Linked DNA regions of Mus musculus: all the other regions are linked to region 3. Evidence: chromatin contacts called from public Hi-C and promoter capture Hi-C data. All regions are on one chromosome and are shown on one strand. The core of a region is the stretch at or near the end of the contact, and the rest is flanking DNA. Distances in the headings are between cores, read along the strand shown.

Evidence for each region. Promoter capture Hi-C pulls out the DNA fragments that hold promoters and counts their contacts. A called contact is a pair of places that touch in the nucleus more often than the background predicts.
Region 1: a contact with region 3 is called in a Hi-C map of uterus, with 1.7 times the contacts expected there. The contact joins the enhancer-like site here to the promoter of Slc12a8 in region 3. A contact is called at or near these places in 10 of 39 promoter capture datasets (the 3T3-L1 cell line, 3T3-L1-derived adipocytes, HPC-7-derived erythroid cells and 7 more), 5 of 484 Hi-C or Micro-C datasets (the 63-12 cell line, adipose-derived mesenchymal stem cells, nephron progenitors and 1 more), 3 of 115 datasets of contacts at active chromatin or transcription factors (CD8 T cells, embryonic stem cells and intestinal crypt epithelium) and 3 of 9 other capture datasets (adipose tissue, liver and pancreatic islet).
Region 2: a promoter capture Hi-C map of cranial neural crest shows a contact between it and region 3, with 1.9 times the contacts expected there. The contact joins the enhancer-like site here to the promoter of Slc12a8 in region 3. A contact is called at or near these places in 4 of 39 promoter capture datasets (cranial neural crest, liver, macrophages and 1 more), 1 of 484 Hi-C or Micro-C datasets (nephron progenitors), 2 of 115 datasets of contacts at active chromatin or transcription factors (both in embryonic stem cells) and 3 of 9 other capture datasets (adipose tissue, liver and pancreatic islet).

What each region holds. Positions count from the first base shown.
Region 1 is chr16:33,558,984-33,562,194 of GRCm38.p6, reverse strand. The region is part of intron 4 of Slc12a8 (solute carrier family 12 (potassium/chloride transporters), member 8); the gene reads right to left. Among named protein-coding and RNA genes, the nearest start is that of Slc12a8, 42 kb to the right of the region's middle. Within about 2 kb of position 1,689, at least 194 of the 459 cell types and tissues checked have an H3K27ac peak or open chromatin away from gene starts, as enhancers often do. A contact at or near this core is called in adipose tissue, adipose-derived mesenchymal stem cells, intestinal crypt epithelium and 1 more, where this site is marked.
Region 2 is chr16:33,467,697-33,470,848 of GRCm38.p6, reverse strand. It overlaps Zfp148 (zinc finger protein 148), which reads right to left. Exons shown (of 9, transcript NM_011749.4): 7 at 2,666-2,749. Among named protein-coding and RNA genes, the nearest start is that of Slc12a8, 49 kb to the left of the region's middle. Within about 2 kb of position 1,343, at least 12 of the 459 cell types and tissues checked have an H3K27ac peak or open chromatin away from gene starts, as enhancers often do.
Region 3 is chr16:33,516,592-33,519,553 of GRCm38.p6, reverse strand. Slc12a8 (solute carrier family 12 (potassium/chloride transporters), member 8) reads right to left here and starts at 1,359. Exons shown (of 13, transcript NM_134251.3): 1 at 1,178-1,359. The coding sequence starts at 1,225.

The DNA of each region.
Region 1 (3,211 bases), core at 440-2,939, 42 kb before region 3:
TGATGATGATAATAATAATAATAATAATAATAATAATAATAAAAACATCTTGGTGGTACACCTTTAATCCCAGCACTCAGAGGCAGAAGCAGAGGCAGGTAGATCTCTGAGTACAAAGTTAGCCTGATCTACATAGTGTTAATCCAGACCCAGCTAGAGTTACACAATGAGATGCTGTCTCAAAAATAAAGGCTATTCACCATGCCCCTTCTACCGCGGCCTCAGATCCCGCAGGCTTGCTACCCTGACCCAGCTGTGCTCCTTGCCCACTCTCAGCTGGCATCTTTGTCAGGGAACTATGCTAAGGAATGGCAGAAATGCTCACCCACGCTGAGGTGGGACTGCCCTCGGGCTCAATGCAGAGGACCAGTGTGGAGCCACCTGCTGTATCACCCCGCCTTCCAGGAAGAAGGCAGCTGCTGGAGAACCCAGGGGTGAGAGGCAGGCTACGTGGGGAGTGACCTCGGTGGCCTGACAATAAACCTGCCGGACTTTGGACCTGAATCTAGCACTTGTTGGCTGAGCTTGTCCGAGATCTCAGTTCCTAGTGGCACTGGGAGAGCATGTCTTTGTCACCACCCTGCCTGGTGTTGTTCACAGGCTTCTATTTCATCTCTTGTTTACCCCTCTAGGGGCTTGGCTCTGACCATCTGACCCCCACAAGAGAAGGCTGGCTGAGAACTCAGGCTCTCAGACCCTCTTGATCTGAAAGAATGGAAGCAGTATAGAGACCCTACCTCTACCTGATGGCACATGGCGCCTCTGAGGTCATACTAGCCAAGCCACTTACTACACAATCTAGGAAAATTGGACCAGCTCTTTGGAGTCTCCACTCCCTTGTCTATAAAGTGGGCATTGTTACCTCACGGCCCCCACTAGGTGTTTCAAGGGTGACTAGGATAATACATATAGAGTGTCCCTCTCCCCGGTTCCTCAAATACGTACATATGTACACACACACACAGCAAAGATCTGTGAGTTCAAGCCTTGGCTGAGCACCAGTCAAGTGAGAGGTTTGGAACAAAGATGGGCGCTATGCTCTCAGCACACTCCAGACCAATGGGTTAGGGGACTTTCTATCCCCAGGTTTCTGGGAGCAGAACACTGGGACCCATAGTCTTTGTCCCACACTACACCTCACTGCCCATCTCTGAAGAAGGCCATGCGGAAGCCTGTAGGAGCAGAGGACACCGGGCAGGGATCCCCAACCCCATGCAGTTTGAAAATACAGGTGGACAGAGGTCTAGCATTGAACCAGAGCTTAGGGTGTTCCCTGCTTCCCTCGGACTCTGCCAGCACTGCTAGGGGCAGGCAGGGCCATGGGGACCAAGGCTGGAATGAAAGTCAGGCCCTCATTGAAATAGTTCTCTGCCTACTCCCAGACTTTGCCTCTCTCTGCTGGACCAGCTGGGAGCTAGCTGCACAGCGGCGCTCTCAGAACCAACGTCCCCTCTCCCGGCTGCTGTTTCGGCATCTCTCAAGTAACCCTGCCCAGCCCTGTCCAGTGTCACTTGAGAGTGTGTGCATGACAGTCCTTGGTGAACAAAAACATAAACACCAGCTCTGGAGAAGCAATCCACACACAGGAGTGGGTGTTTCCTCCTAGGACTGTGGAAGGGAGAAGGGCTGAGTGAGCTGCCCTGGGGCGAGGTATCCTGCCCAGAGGTCCCGAGAGAACACAGACTGCAACTCCACACAGAGGCCACGGAGGGCACTGCAAGGCCGGCCCTCCAGGCAGGCCTTGCCCCACAGCCTGGAAACCACTTGGAGACAAAGCCTGCAGCGTTGGTGTCCACCACAAGGGGCAGGAGCTGGTTGGGAAGGTAATGCCACAGTGGTAACCTGGCCCCTGTTCCCGTTCCAGGACTGAAGCAGGGTGCTAAAAATGGGGTGCAAGACAGGGGTCTCACAGTAAGGGCATGGAGGCCTCCCTTATGGCGGCTACAGACTAGCCGACCGCTCCTGCAGGGACAAAAAAGGCCATGCAGTCTGGCTACCTTTCCTCGTGGGCTCTCTCCATGCAAATATGTACTGCCTGTCTCTGTAAGCCAGTGCTGAGCAATTCTGAAAGATCCAAGCCTTGTCCTTCTTAGCCACCATGTGGGCTGACTTCACACTCCAGAGGAGCAGCCAGAATGTTCGTGTTCACCCTGCTCCACAGGACAGAGCTCACGTATATACTATAAACCTAGGCAAAAGTCCATGCCTTAGGGCATAGGCCTTACACAGGAACCTAAGTCTGATAACTCAGATTTTTGCCTCTCTGCTAGACCAGCAAGGGGCTGACCGCAGAAGCCTGGGTTCCTAGAAATTACTCCTCTCTCCAGACTGCTGCTTCTGCGTCTCTGAGGTGGGAAGCAACCCTGCCCAGCATCTGTCACAGTGTGGTTTTGCTAAGTGGACATATTGTCAGGCTTCTTTCTAAATAGTGACACATATAGACCAGTGCTCCCTGTAATCTTGGTCAGAGACGCATAACTGGTCAAAGAGACTGAACTGATGACTGAGTGAGTCCTCGGTTCTAAATGGGACAGCTATGTGACCTCCATCCCACCCTCAAGGCTGAGACACCATCTCAGATGAGGCAGAAAGAATTGAAGGCCCCAGGTGTGGGGAGGAGCACTGTGGGTGGGGAGGAGCACTGTGAGTGTGGAGGAGCACTGTGGGTGGGGAGGAGCACTGTGAGTGTGGAGGAGCACTGTGGGTGGGGAGGAGCACTGTGAGTGTGGAGGAGCACTGTGAGTGTAGAGGAGTACTGTGGGTGGGGAGGAGCACTGTGGGCACTGTCCTCTGGACATGCCACGATCAATACACTCGGGAACCCACAGCAGCTATGGCCACCGGCAGAAGACCAGGCCAACACAGTCAGGAGTCACCACTCAACAGAAAGTAACAACTGGCTTCAGTGGGCTGCCAAAGCAATACAGAAGCCAGAGCGGATGTGAGGGTGGGAGGAAGATGTGTCGGGGATGTCTCAGGGTTGTTAGAAGGGGTCTTGGGGGTGGATATGACCAAGATATATTACTCACACATAAGAACTTGTCAGTGAAGAAAAGACAATTCTACTTTTAAGAGATAATTAGATTAATCCTAACTTTTAAAAGTAGAAAAATGGAGATAATGAATGAAGGGCCAGAGGGTGTTTGACTTTAATTTGAGATGGTGTGTAGACCATGGGAACTGGCAATATGGAAGCTGGGTTGGAGAACTC
Region 2 (3,152 bases), core at 94-2,593, 49 kb after region 3:
AAATGTGTCCTGGGAGTTAGAGAACCGGTTGTTAGAGTACAGGGGTGGGGAACTCCTTGTATTTGTAGTGCTAGGTATTGACCCTAGGATTTTCTCTGAGTTTTTTTTTTTAAGGTTTATTCATTTTTTTGTCTGTTTTGAAACATGGTTTCTCTGTGTAGCCTTGGCTGTCCTGAAATTCAAAGATCTGCCTGCCTCTCCTCCTGAGTGATGGGATTAAAGGTGTGTGCCATCTCGGCCTGGCATCTTTTGCTTTTTTTATTGTTAGTACTGGGGACCAAGGTCAGGCCTTGATGTCTGGTAATCTCAGTGCTGGATTTTATTTAAAAATTAGTTTCAAAAAAGTAAGCTTGCTATCACAGGATGGGTGGGTGGGAGTTTGAAAATTACTGGCCTTATAACATTTAAATTTCAATTCCTTTGGATTAAACTGTTATTAAAATTCCCCCTCCCCACATGCATACACAAGAGGGAGGGGGAGGGGGAGGGGGAGGGGGAGGGGGAGGGAGAGGGAGAGGGAGAGGGAGAGGGAGAGGGAGAGGGAGAGGGAGAGGGAGAGGGAGAGGGAGGGGGAGGAGACACTGACTCTGAGAGTGTCTTTGCCTTGTTATGACTCCTCTGGAGTCAGTATGTCTTCAAGGCTGTTTTCTGTAACATGAGAATGTTGGCCTCTGCTTTCTACTCATTGCAGATGTTACTAACACACAGAGAAGCTAAGCCAAAACTGACTGGCTTAGTGACAGGAAGAAAAATTCAAAGAGCCAAAAGTTATATAGCTATTTTGTGTCTCATTTTGCTCAGTGGCTGTATCTTGGTCTCTAGAGTGACAGAGACTTGAACTGGAGTCTGTGCAACTTCATTTACTACATTGTAGAAGTTAAAGAAATTCTCATCTTCTCTCTGTTGCCTAATATATCCTGAGGACAGTAATACCTCCTGCCTTTCAAAACTAATGGGAGGACTAAACAACAGTACCTGGTATTTCTTTAGTAAGTTCTCAATAAACTACTCATCACACTTCACTTAAACCCAATCAGAAAGTGTGACTTTGCTTTAAGAGTCAACGGAACATTTGAGAATCACCTGGGAGTCTCAGTGAGACACTGTCTAGATCAGGTTGGTCTGTGAGCAGGTCTATGGGTGATTTTCTTAGTTACATTCATAGCCTAGAAGTGAGAAGCACGTGGTTTGGGCCTGGAGGAGAGTGCACTGAACCAGCATGCATGCATGTATGAGCCTTGACTTGTCTGTGACAGACTGCAGCCTGGAACTGAGAGCTAGAACAAATGCGTGCCCCGTGTTGTTTTGTCAGGAATGAAACCAGGATAGAACTATTACAAGACTGTGGCCAGGGCATTCAGAGTTCACCACAGTGCAATGTCAGAGTGACAAAAGGACAAGCATTATGTCTCACTTTCTCAGATCACGCTCACCCATCCAGTCACACACAGACTTATAACTTTGCCTCAGGCCGCTTTGCAGAGGCTTTCTCTGGGGTAATTCTCAAGAAGTCTACAACACTTAATTACATGATGCTTATCCATATGTCTCTTATCTCCAAAATAGTCTCTGTGTACTCCTAGCAACTGAAAAACATTGAAGGGTCAGCCACTAAGTTTTTGTTAAATGAACAAATCATCAAAATCTAATAAACACATGAAAATATTCAACTCTTTTCACCTTGGACCTAACATTTTTATTATTGCACTGAAATTTCAAGTTAACTATCAAGTCACATAAAAGCCACATGATTTTTTTCTTCCACCATATATTAAAGTGATAAATGTTTCAGCCGAGCATAGCGGCTCATGCCGATGATAGCAGCACTCAGCAGACTGAGGCATAAAGACAGAGTTCCAGGCCATTTTAGCTAGAGTTAAGACCTGTCTCAAAATAAAACCAAACATGACACAGGAAAGCTTTTGATTAAAAAGGGCTGCTATCTATTAGTGTGTCCAAGGATCCCGTTCCACAGATCCTGCACATACCATAAGACCACATCGAAATAACTCTGGGACAGGGACGTAACAAGGCCCTAATAACTCGCAGGGCTGGCATTGTCACTGTTAGCACTCATCACCATTCTTAATTCCAACAAAATCTAAAACACACACACACACACACACACACACACACACACCTCACCTCCTGAACACTGTAAATTAATTTCAAAGAAACGTCTTCTTACAATGCTTAGAAATATCAAAGAAGAAAAGTCAATAGTCTATTAAATCAAAGTCACTTAGAAAATTTGAGATACTTGCTTTAAAATGAGATTAAAAAATTTAACATATAGATCACTTTAGTGAACTTCCAAATCATTAACCCTGGATGGAGACACAGGCAGCGTCTTCCTTGATACAGTGCGCCATGTAACAAAGAGACATGAAGGATGCTACTGCTCCTTATAAGTGGGAATGATCATTTTACTTAGCTTACACAGCTATTTCAGGAAAGTTTCCTTCTTTGTTACTCAAAATATGTAATTTATATTATTATGGAACTATTTCAAAATAATTTGTTGTAATTCATTAAAACCTGGATTTAACTACAATTAAGAGACTGATAGTCTTAAGCAGTGTGCCTTTTTAGACTCCCTCCCTCCCTCCCTCCCTCCACCTGTGGTGGTGACCATGAGCTTAGTTAGGCAGGACACAGCACTCACCGGTATGGATCTTCTCGTGTCTCTGAAGCAGGTACTTCTGTATGAAACGCATGTCACATTGACTACATTGAAACGGTTTTTCGCCTTAAAATAATTTGACATCCATATATTAGTTAATGAATAAGACAACACTTTAAGTCATACTTCTGAGGATATATGTCTTAGAAGTCCAAATTTGGGGAAATTCTAAAACACCACATGATTTTAAAAAACATTTTTCATTAACAGTTATACTTTCCCTCAAAAATTTCCCACGGGATTTAAAGTTTCACATTTTCACAATCACACAAAAAATAAAATTTCATTTATATCATTTTAATAAGAAAGAAAACAAAACTTAAAAGATATACGAGCTAAGGAAGCACTGTCCAGAGTCCTGGTGTTCCCTATCTGAAGGCATGCACATCCTGTTCTCAGTGGCTAACCATCCCCCTCTGCCCTTTTACCTCTGTCCTTGGAAGCAGTCTGTCTCTGCTGGAGACCGAAT
Region 3 (2,962 bases), core at 110-2,609:
TCCAGAGTCCAGAAAAATTCTTCAGAGTGGCACACCCCAAACTGTTCACTCTACCCTGCCTTCACGTTCCTGCAATAATCCCCAGCAAAAGCCTTGGTCTTAGACTCCTTCCACTCCTGGCTTTGGTCACCTGACTAACCAGGTGCATCCCCTATGGTCTGGCACAGAATTTTTGAGGACTCAGAAATGAAAGCAAAGGTTTTTTTGTTTCGTTTTATTCTGTTTTTAATTTTGTTTTTAATGACACAGACTAGCACCAATGTGTTAACATATAATACTGTTACTTGGAGACTAGATCATCCCCCAACTGCATTACAAAGTCATTAACTGACTTCAGCCTAGTTCTGCCACTCCTTGTCATATGTTTATGGAGCATTTACCGCCTGCTGGTCAGCAGGCAGCACGCCTTCACTGGCATCTGTGCACACATGAAAAGGGTTAACATGTGGCTTGGATGCCCCTACCACCTCCGGACTTTCAGCTCTAGACCTTGTTCTTGAAATATATATTCTTTCTCCTGCTGAAGGGCTTACTCCCCTCTCTTGCAGTGCAGGAACACCTCCCTGCCTCTCACTACAAAGCATAAAGGAAACCCAGGGGGCAATGAAACACCAAGGTGACTGAACACGGATGGCAGAGACCCCATAAGCACCAAGGTGTGGGCTTTCATTTAAGGGATTAATCCTTCAATTCTATATCAACCATCGACCACAAATGGAATATTTTACACTACACACTACACACACACACACACACACACACACACACACACACACTAATAACCAACAAGAAGGACTTAATAAAAACAAAACCAGCAGACATCAGGGAGTCCAGAAACCCCCTGATTTCCGTAGATTAGCTTTTCTAGAAATAAACTTACCTTCTGACTTTGATCTGATTTGTTATTAAAGGGAGTTCATATCATTTGAGTCTCAGCCTCCACTCGTGGCATTCTTCCCATGATGGGGTGGAGGGCAGAGAGCGGAGTACATTACAGCTAATGCCAAAGGAGACTTTCTGCACGGTTAACTGCTGTCCGAGGTATTCCCTCAACGCCTAAGTAAACCTGAGATAACTGCTTTGAAAATACTGCACTGCCACAGACCCCCCCTCTGCTGGCACCTGTCTGTCTGATGGCCTCTGCCAGCTCCACCACCACCCCTGTAACCAGACTTACCTGCTGGGCTGCCTCGTGGAAGAGTTCTTGCGGAGACCTCTGGGCCATTCTCCAGGAAGTGAGGTTCTGATACTTTTATCTAGATAGGGAGACCACTCTGGAAAGCAAACATCACTCTGTCAGGCCAGGCCCTCCCTCCCTCCCTTGCTGCTTCTTGCCTGTCCAGCTTCCTCTGCACTGAGAAAGGTCGTGGGTGAAGTAGAAACCTTGTTGGCCCCATCTGGGGACTCCTCCCCACTGCTCTCTTCAGAACCTCATTTATGGTTCAGAGCCCGCCTGATCATTTCCCGTTGTCCTGGGGTCACAGGAACTCCTATAGTTCACTCCCTACTCCCTGAACTCCTGAATATTGGGGAATGGTCTAGGCTGACTGCTCAGCTGCCTAGCCCTTAAAGACATAGTCCTACACTCTTTTCCCCAGTGCCTTGGGAACCCTTTGTTCAGAGCAAGGACATTTGGGGTCTTGCTGGAACCCGTGTCTGGTGGTGAGTGCAGGCAGAGTGTACTGGAGGCAGAGCCAGAGGGCTGGCGGCTGTCTTGAGAGGCCCCTGGACCCTGGCCAGAATAGGGCAGGTAAGAAAAAGATGTCAGAAAAGTACAGTTCTGGCCCACCAGAGGAGTTGATCTGGCTTTCCTGAGGCCAGGGACCTTGCCCCATGACATTTGAAAGAAAAAAGAGAGGGAGGGAGAAGGGCTGAGGCAACTGGCCGTGCTCCCCATCCTGCAGGAGACTCGTGGGGAGAGGAATAGGGCAAGATTCCTTTGGGACACATCACCCTAAAAAGATCTGAGGGCTGCGGGATGAGGCTCTGGGCACCAGAGTCAGGTCCTTGCGACCCCAGCCACTCTTCCCCTCCACAGAGCAGTGCCCGCACCCTCACCTGCTCCTACTCAGGCTCCGGAGGCCACGCCCGCCCCACCCGGTCCTGCCACGTGGCCGCAAGCGCTCCTGGCCACCTGCCCTGCATCTCGGGCGACCCCGCCCCAGCGTCCGGACTCGAGCATCTGGACTAGAGACCCAGGCCCTGAGCACCCCCTGTCCGAAGGGCGGTGGTTCAGTCAGGTGACACCGAACTGGCAGGAAATGGAGCTTCCAGAATGCGGCCCGGGCATGCTGAGAGGCGGGGGTGGGGGGCTGACCCTCACCACTTCAGCAGGACCACTGAGCCACCTCGGGTTGCAGGACGAGGGGTGGGAATTAACATACAGAGAGATTAAATTATCTCCATTTTCAATCTGGCATAGTTCCTAAACCTTAAATAACTTGCCAGGCTTCCATGTGGGTTTCTGAGAAACAGGAGGGCAGCTGGGAGTACTTCCCACGCCCACAAGCCTTTGTGTGGAATCCCTAAAAATAGAGGCTGTTCTTTTAAAACAAAAGGGAAGGCAAAGCCCGGGAACACTGGTGGCGCCCTCTCCTCTCTTTGCTGCTCCAGGGAAGTTGTTCCTGTGAAGGTGTCTTATGTAAAGTTTGCAGTCTGGGCCATTTTAACAGTGTGGAAAATCTTGCTCCCAGTGTTTGGTGCTCAAAGATCCATCATCACTACACCCAAGACGTTTTTTTCATCACCCCATACAGAAAACACACATTCTGCCACTCCCCACCCATGGTGTCCCCATGCACTGTCTGTCTTTCTGTCTACTCTGAATATAACTGGCCTCTAAATGGAATACAACAACATTTATTATCGTTTTGTGCCTGGCTTGTCACACGTGAGCAGCACACCCCCAAAGTCCTTTCTATGTTGTATACATCAGCATACAAGCAGATTGGGTTTTCATTCC